2 separate regions of the Sus scrofa genome follow, and region 1 is linked to region 2. Evidence: chromatin contacts called from public HiChIP or PLAC-seq data. All regions are on one chromosome and are shown on one strand. The core of a region is the stretch at or near the end of the contact, and the rest is flanking DNA. Distances in the headings are between cores, read along the strand shown. Region 1 holds the start of EPB41L4B (band 4.1-like protein 4B). Region 2 overlaps EPB41L4B (band 4.1-like protein 4B).

Region 1 (3,845 bases), core at 1,095-3,594, 69 kb before region 2:
CCCTGCCCTTGCTCAGTGGGTTAAGGATCCGGTGTTGCCGTGAGCTGTGGTGTAGGTTGCAGATGCAGCTCGGATCCTGCGTTGCTGTGGCTCTGGCGTAGCTGGTGGCTACAGCTCCGATTAGACCCCTAGCCTGGGAACCTCCATATGCCGCGGGAGTGGCCCAAGAAATAGCAAAAAGACAAAAAAAAAAAAAAAAAAAAAAAAAAAAAAGCTCTTGTGATTTTATCAGTCCCATGCAGATAACTCCACCTCAGACTCCTTAACCATATCTGCAAAGTCCCTTTTGTCATATATGGTAACACATTCACAGATTCTGGGGATTGAGATGTGACCTCTTTGGGGGGCCATTCTTCAGTCTATAGCATAGTACTCCTGGGCTATATAGTAGAAAATGCTTGGGAACCAGTAAGCTAGACCAGCTACCTTTGAACACCAGCTTGCTGACAGTATTCTATTAAGTCAAGTCTGGAAGGAGTAGAGAGTGGGCCTCTGAAAGCTGACTGCAGATGTCCCCACAGAACACACCATCCCACCAGAGATCCCTGTAGGGCCATAAAGGAAACGCTAGGTGATAAGTGGGTATGGCAGCTGCCCTTCAGGAACTCTGAGACCTCAGGCAGGGATATTACTTCTTTAATCCCCCTAAGTCAATGGGGATCAACAGAACTATCTGGAAGGGTTGGAGTGAGGATAATGAAAACATCATTCATGAAATCACCTAAGATGCCTCCTAAATTCATCCCTCTCTCTCTTTCCCCCTTCTGCTGTTGCCACTGCCTCCCTCGAGGCCTCTCAGAAACGGTGACTGCTTGCCAATCATGTCACATGCCTCAGCCTGGCAGTGGTTAGAAGCAACAGCTTTAAATCCCAGCAAACAAGCCTCTGTTAACCATGAAACTGGAGCAAGTCTCTTAAGCTCTCTAAGCTTCCATTTCCTCCTCTGTACAATGGGGATAAAATCTTCTATGGAATCAGGCTGTCTTGAGGACTGAGTGAGATGATGAATGGGAAGGGCTTAGCCCAGTGTCAGGCTCACACATACACACACATACCCAAAGCAGTGCTACTCTTCTCTGGAGGCCTGACCTCCTTTCAGCCACACTGGACAACCCAGTTCTCCCTGAGCCTGGACTTGAACTTGTCTGAGGGGCATTGTTTGTAAACACTTGCCTGTGCCTCCCATACTCGAAATGTGTCTGTCCTATACTACCCTCCTCTCTCTGCTTCCCAGTAACTTGTTCAGCCTTTACTAGCCTCCTCAGTTATGGCTATTTCTGCAGGCCTCTACCTCAATCGATACTGGACGCGAGTTCCTTGAGGTAAAGTGGTTTCCTGCGTAGTAGGTTGGAAAAGTACTCTGTCCTTGCTCAGCCTCTATTTCCTTATTAGGAATGAGTCCATTGGATGGCAGTGGCAGAAAAGACGCTTCTGGCTCTGAGATCGTAAACTGACAACTTAAGTAGCAGAGACCTTGTTGATTACCTAGTCCACTCCTCTCCTTTTCCGGGAGGGGAAACTTGAGGGCCTGGTGGAGCCTTCGCTTCAGGCTCTTCTCTCTCTGGCTTCCTGAGCAAGGATCCCCTAAGGGCAGGCGGCCCCTTTTGCCTAACTAGGCAAGGGGAGACTCTCAGGCGTCTCCAGGGCTCGGGGCGCCGGAAACACGTGTGTGCTCACCTACGTGTACACACGTGAACACACCTACAGCAGCAGGGGGCGCTCGGGCCGGCAGGGGGCAGCACAGACCCGGTTTGCAAATACCCGGCGCAGCCCCGAGGGAGGAGGGCGTGCTGCAGTCCCGGCGGCGGCGGCGGCGGCGGCGGCTGGAGGTGCTGCCTCCCAGGTGGGAGGCGGGGGCTGCGGGCGCAGGAAAAGGCGCCTGGGGAGCGGGCGCTCGGCGGGGCCTCCTCCGGCCCGGGCGCGACGCGGCGAGTGGGAGCGAGCGCGCCAGGAGCACGCAGGCGCCCTGCTCCGGCTGGCCCTCGGCCGGCGCGCCGCGCGGGAGCAGCCCGCAGCCCGCCCCCGCGCCCCCCGCAGCCCCCCGGGCCGCCCGCGGCCGGCCGTCTGTAGCGGGCCCTCCGCAGCGAGGACAGGCCGCCAGCCCGGGAGAGCGCGTGGAGGCGGAGGCGGCGGCGGGACGGCTCCGGGGCCGCCCCGAGCGCGCCCTCCCGCCCGCGGCCACTCGCAGCCGGCGCTGGCCGGGCCGGCGCGCCCCGCAGGCAGCCGGAGCGCGGCCTCGGCCTCGGCGGGAGCGAGCCCCGGGCCGCAGCCCGCGGGAGGCGGCGCGGGCGGTCTCGGGCACTGACGGCGTCGCGGGGCGCTCCCGGGCGGCGGCGCAGCGGCGGCGGCGGCGGCGGCGCAGGGGGCGGAGGCAAGGGGACGCCCCCAGCCAGGATGCTGCGGTTCCTGCGCCGGACCTTTGGCCGCCGCTCAATGCAGCGCTACGCGCGGGGCGCGGCAGGGCGCGGGGCCGCCGGGCTGGGGGACGAGCGCGACGGGGGCCCGCGGGGGGCCCGGCCGCCGCTGTCTCCACGCTGCCCGCCGCCCCCGGGGGCAGCGTGTTCCCAGCCAGCGGCGGGCCCCTGCTCACTGGCGGCGCGGCCGTGCACATCTCCGCCGCAGGAGCCTCCAAGGCCACCCTCTACTGCCGCGTCTTCCTGCTCGACGGGACCGAAGTGAGCGTGGACCTGCCGGTGAGTGACGGAGCCGGTCCGGGACACTGGCACCCCGCGGCCCCCGGGGCAGCTCTCCTTCCCCGATGCTTCCCTCCGGGGCACTCCCCTTGCACCTCTCCGGGATCCCCTCCCCCTTCTGCCAGCGCTTCCCTAGTCCTGGTTCCCTCTCGGGCCACCCTGTCCCGGCTTCTTCCGGGGGCCCCCATCCCTGGCCCGCACCCCTGAGTCCCAAGTCCCCGCCCCCTGGCGCGGGTGATCGGTGTTCCCCTTCCATCCCTTAGGTTCCTGCAGCAGCCTTCTTGATGCTGGGTTATTGGTTAGAAAATCTCAAAGCAATGCCTTGGGGTGGCCCACTTGCCCCCACAAAGTCGCCACCAGGCCTTGGTGTGACGACAGGGAGGAGAAGCCTCCTCGCCTACTGGCCGTCAGGTGCCCCAAGTTTGGGAAGGAGCCAGGGGACCATTTCTGCTCTCTCCTGATCCCATCTCGGCGCCCCCCGCCCCCCATTCCCATCCTAAAGGGCCCCCCTGGCCCGCTTCCTCACAGGGGGGTTGGGCCACTCGGGAGCTAAGTCTGGAATCGGCTCTCCCACATCAGGCCAACTTTGCACCGGCAGAGCCCCTGCTGGGGCGTTGGGAGTGGGCCCCGAGGTGCCCACGGCCTGGCGCGCCGGACTTTCTCCGAGGGTAGCGTGAGGGGAGCCGCGGAGGCACTCCAGGGCGGCTGCGCGGAGGCCTCAGTCCCGGGCCACCCGCCCACAGGTGGTTGCACCCCGCCCCCTCCAGCGGAGAGCTAGGCTGGCGCTGCGGTCCCCGCCAGGGCGGCCGGCTACCTACGTGTCTTTCTAGCCGAAGGGGCCAGATTGATCAAATCAAACCCGCACATTAATGGGGCGCCTACTGTGCACCCGGCGCTGCGGCAGACGGTGCCTTTGGGAATCTTTGGGTGTGACTGAGAACACAGGAACGATTGAGCTTTAAGATGAATGTTACCGATCATCCCGAGGGTTTCAAGGGAAAAAAGAAATAACCTACCGGCACTTCCAAAGACAGCATTTAGTGGGGGAAATTGGGCTTCAGGAGAGAACTGGAAACCTGTAAGGGTTCTGAATGGGGAAGTCAGAGCCTGCCGGGCCTGGGGTTTGATGTTTCCTTGTGTAGGTTTAATTTT
Region 2 (3,452 bases), core at 747-3,246:
ATGCTGTCTGGGTGGGGTGGGGGTGGGGCTGGGACTCTCTCTGCCCCGAGGGCTGGTTTACATCCCTGCTGAGCACTATGCTTGTGCCTGTAGCCAGTTGGGTCAAAGTTGCCCAGAAACCCCCTGGTATAAACAAGAACTTTCCAGATGAGTCTGTCCATAGTGCTGTCTCTGGACAGCAGTGAGCGCCCAGTCCTGGGACTGTGCAGGCACAAGGGGAAAGGCTGCTCGGGGTGGCTCCTGCAGAGGGAGAGGCCTTGACCCCACGGGGTGGCCTTAGAGCCCTTCCAGACTCCAGGTTCTGGGCAACTCCTTCACCTTCTTTTCTGGTTTCAATTATTTCTCTCCTTTATTTTATCAGCATTTTCTCCAGCTGGAGTTCTGGCATTTTTGTGAAACTTTTAATGATTTTTCCATGCTCCCTGCACCCTTTTTGGATTTGTGTGTGTGTGTGTTTTTTGCTTTTTAGGGCTCCACCTGCGGCAAATGGAAGTTCCCAGGCTAGGGGTTGAATCAGAGCTGTGGCTGCTGGCCTACGCCACAGCCACAGCCACACCAGATCTTAACCCACTAAGCAAGGCCAGGGATTGAACCTGCATCCTCATGGCTACTAGATGGATTCATAACCCCTGAGCCACACCAGAAACGCCCTTTTTTTAAAAAACCAAAAGGGAGTCTAGATCCGTGAGCTCTACCTCTATCCATGGTCCCTTCCACAGACTCACACCCCAGCCCCAGTCGGAAGCACCTGCTCCACGCTCCCCAGCACAGGCTCCTGCTGGTGTTTCTGCCTTTATAGTCACCTCATGCTGTTTTCGATTTTATGTGCCTGTCTCCAGGTCAAGACTGCGCTTCTCAAGAGCAAGGACAGTCTCTGGGTCCTAGAGCTCCTGGCCCTGGGAACTCACTCTGGGAGCATTTCCTGAGTGAATTGGAGGGTGGGGCACAGAGGGAAGGAGACTGACTTTTGCTTTAGAAAGGAGAAGTAGCCAAGGTGAAGATTCTGCCTCCTGGGGTTGAGCCTGCTCTCAGATCACAGAGGTCTCTTCCCTAGTCCTTGGTAAAAAGTGGCAAAGATGGGTGTCCCCTTCCTGGCGCAGTGGAACCAAATCCGACTAGGCACCATGAGGTTGCAGGTTTGATCCCTGGCTCTGCTCAGTGGGTTAAGGATCCAGCGTTGCCATGAGCAGCCATGGTTCGGATCTGGCATGGCTGTGGCTGTGGCTGGCAGCTGTAGCTCTGATTAGACCCCTCACCTGGGAACCTCCATATCCTGCAAGTGGGGCCCTAAAAAGAAAAAAAAAATGTACAAATGAAAGTGGTGAAGCTCTCTAAGATGGTCATACTTTTCTGTTTTTCTTTAAAGCAAGCAACCCGGTGATAGCAGCTCAGTTCTGGTAAGTGCCTCCCGGAAATGACCGCCTTTACTTGCAATGTGGACTTTTTCTTTCATACATTTAAATCACAAGGGGAGGCACCTGATGGTCCCCTCCAGCTCCCCACCCCCACCACCACCCCTTTTTCAACTGCCTGGCCAAACCATCTGCCTGGCTTTCAATAAGGGCAAGATAGAATGTTCCAAGTCAGTTTGCTTTTTGGAGAACACAGCTGCTTTGTTGGAGCGGCTTTGTGCTTTGTTTATTGTAACAGTGGGTGAGAAAGGTGATAGGAATGTGTGTGTGCACAGTGTGCTAATGGCATTGCCAGCAGGGATGGGACAGAAAGGCCGAGCTCTGGAGCAAAAGCTCCACGAGAACAAAGGCTGGATTCGCTCAGTTACGTGCAGGTTTTATGTCACACCACGTAGAAGACCTTTATCAGACACCCAGTGCCCTTCCTGCAGGAAGGGAGCTCATCACAAGACCGAGTCTCTAGCGCGGGTGTCGGGTGTCCGCGCACTTTTCTGGAAAGTGCCGGGTAGTACATGTTTTAGACCTTGTGGGCGCTGCTGTCTCTCTCGGCATCTCTCCGCTCTGCCCTGGGAGCAGGAAAGCAGCCTAGACAGTGTGTAAATGAACTTGACTTACAGGTGCAGGGGGGCCCGGTTTGGCCCGGGGGGCGTGGTTCACCACGCCCTCCTCCAGCACCTGTGGTCTTGATCTTTCCTGTTGATGGGAATCACCTGCTGAGATTTGACACCCTCTGCCAGACCACACCCCAGGCTGATCAAATTAGTCTCTGGGGACAGGACCAGGCCACTCTGGTTTTTAAGGCTCCCGGGTGGGTTCAGCCTTTCCACCCCGGATAAGACACTGTTCTACCTGGCGTGTTCCTCTTTCTCTCCCCCAAACAGTTGTTTCCTTTCCCTTCTGCTTTTTAGGGCCACACCCAGGGCAGATGGAAGTTCCCAGGCTAGGGGCTGAGTCGGAGCTACAGCTGCCGGCCTACACCACAGCCACAGCAACATGGGATCCCAGCCCTGTCTGCGACCTACATCACAGCTCACAACAACGCTGGATCCTTAAACCTACTGAGCAAGGCCAGGGCACACACCCAAGTCCTCCTGGAGACGAGTTGGGTTCGTTACCGCTGAACCATGATGGGAGCTCCTGAAACAGTTGTTTTCTTATGCGAGTTTTGGCTTCGGTGAACAGCTGTCCTGCTAGAAAGTCAGACTATAATTGTTTTGGCCCTTGTGTCCAAGCTCCAGCCGTTGGTAGCCCCATAAGTTATTAGCCTCTGGTGGTCCCAGGCAGGGGTCTCAGGCTGCCAGGGAGGGTGGGGTTTGAGATCAGCACAGCTCAGTGTGCCTTGTGCTCTGGAGACTTGGCAGAACGCAGTGCATGGGGAGCAGGTTAGTGAAAAGAGCTTGGCCAGGGGATTGGGAGGCCTGTTGTCCAGCCCAGTGTTGCTCTAACCCAGCACGGGGCCTCTCTTTTTCTCATTTGAAAACAAAAAGGTTGGGATTAAGGATCTGGCATTGTCACTGCTGTGGCTCAGGTTGCTGCTGTGGCAAGGGTTCAATCCCTGGGCCCTGGAACCTCTATGTGCCATAAACTCAGCCAAAGAAATAAAACAAAATAAAATGAAAACAAAGAGGTGAGTTTTTCAAACATTTTAGCCTCTGATCCTCCTCCCAGCCCCTGAAGGAAAGCTGACACGCAAGTCCAACACAGAGAATAGGCCTCAGTGGGGCTGCTCTGGATGATACCCACTGGGGAGAAGAGGGCAGGGCTGGCACCTGCTGCCCAACCCCCACCCAGGCAGCCCCCAAGGCACCTCCAAGGACCCCCAAGGTTCTGGAGAACACAGCTGGCCCTTGCTTCACACAGCTGGAAACTCAGCCTCTCCTCTCTGATTCCTCACGCCACCTGCAGTGCCATTGGGCTGGCGTGAGGTGTCTGGCTTTGATGTCTGCGTTCAGTTCTCAGCATCTCACGGAGGGTCCCGAGAGCCCTGTCGAACTGCTCCTCATCACACCCACCCCCATGGGTGGGAGGAGGTTTCAGGGA

What was found. HiChIP or PLAC-seq counts read pairs in DNA pulled down with a chosen protein or histone mark.
Region 1: an H3K27ac HiChIP or PLAC-seq map of skeletal muscle shows a contact between it and region 2. The contact joins the promoter of EPB41L4B here to the enhancer-like site in region 2. A contact is called at or near these places in 4 of 5 promoter capture datasets (fetal liver, fetal skeletal muscle and liver), 15 of 47 Hi-C or Micro-C datasets (alveolar macrophages, embryonic fibroblasts, epiblast stem cells and 8 more) and 1 of 2 datasets of contacts at active chromatin or transcription factors (skeletal muscle).

The regions. Positions count from the first base shown.
Region 1 is chr1:250,367,396-250,371,240 of Sscrofa11.1, reverse strand. It overlaps EPB41L4B (band 4.1-like protein 4B), which reads left to right and starts at 2,344. Exons shown (of 27, transcript XM_021067313.1): 1 at 2,344-2,503; 2 at 2,506-2,693. The coding sequence starts at 2,395.
Region 2 is chr1:250,298,560-250,302,011 of Sscrofa11.1, reverse strand. It overlaps EPB41L4B (band 4.1-like protein 4B), which reads left to right. Exons shown (of 27, transcript XM_021067313.1): 14 at 1,367-1,397. Among named protein-coding and RNA genes, the nearest start is that of EPB41L4B, 69 kb to the left of the region's middle. Within about 2 kb of position 1,996, at least 17 of the 83 cell types and tissues checked have an H3K27ac peak or open chromatin away from gene starts, as enhancers often do. A contact at or near this core is called in skeletal muscle, where this site is marked.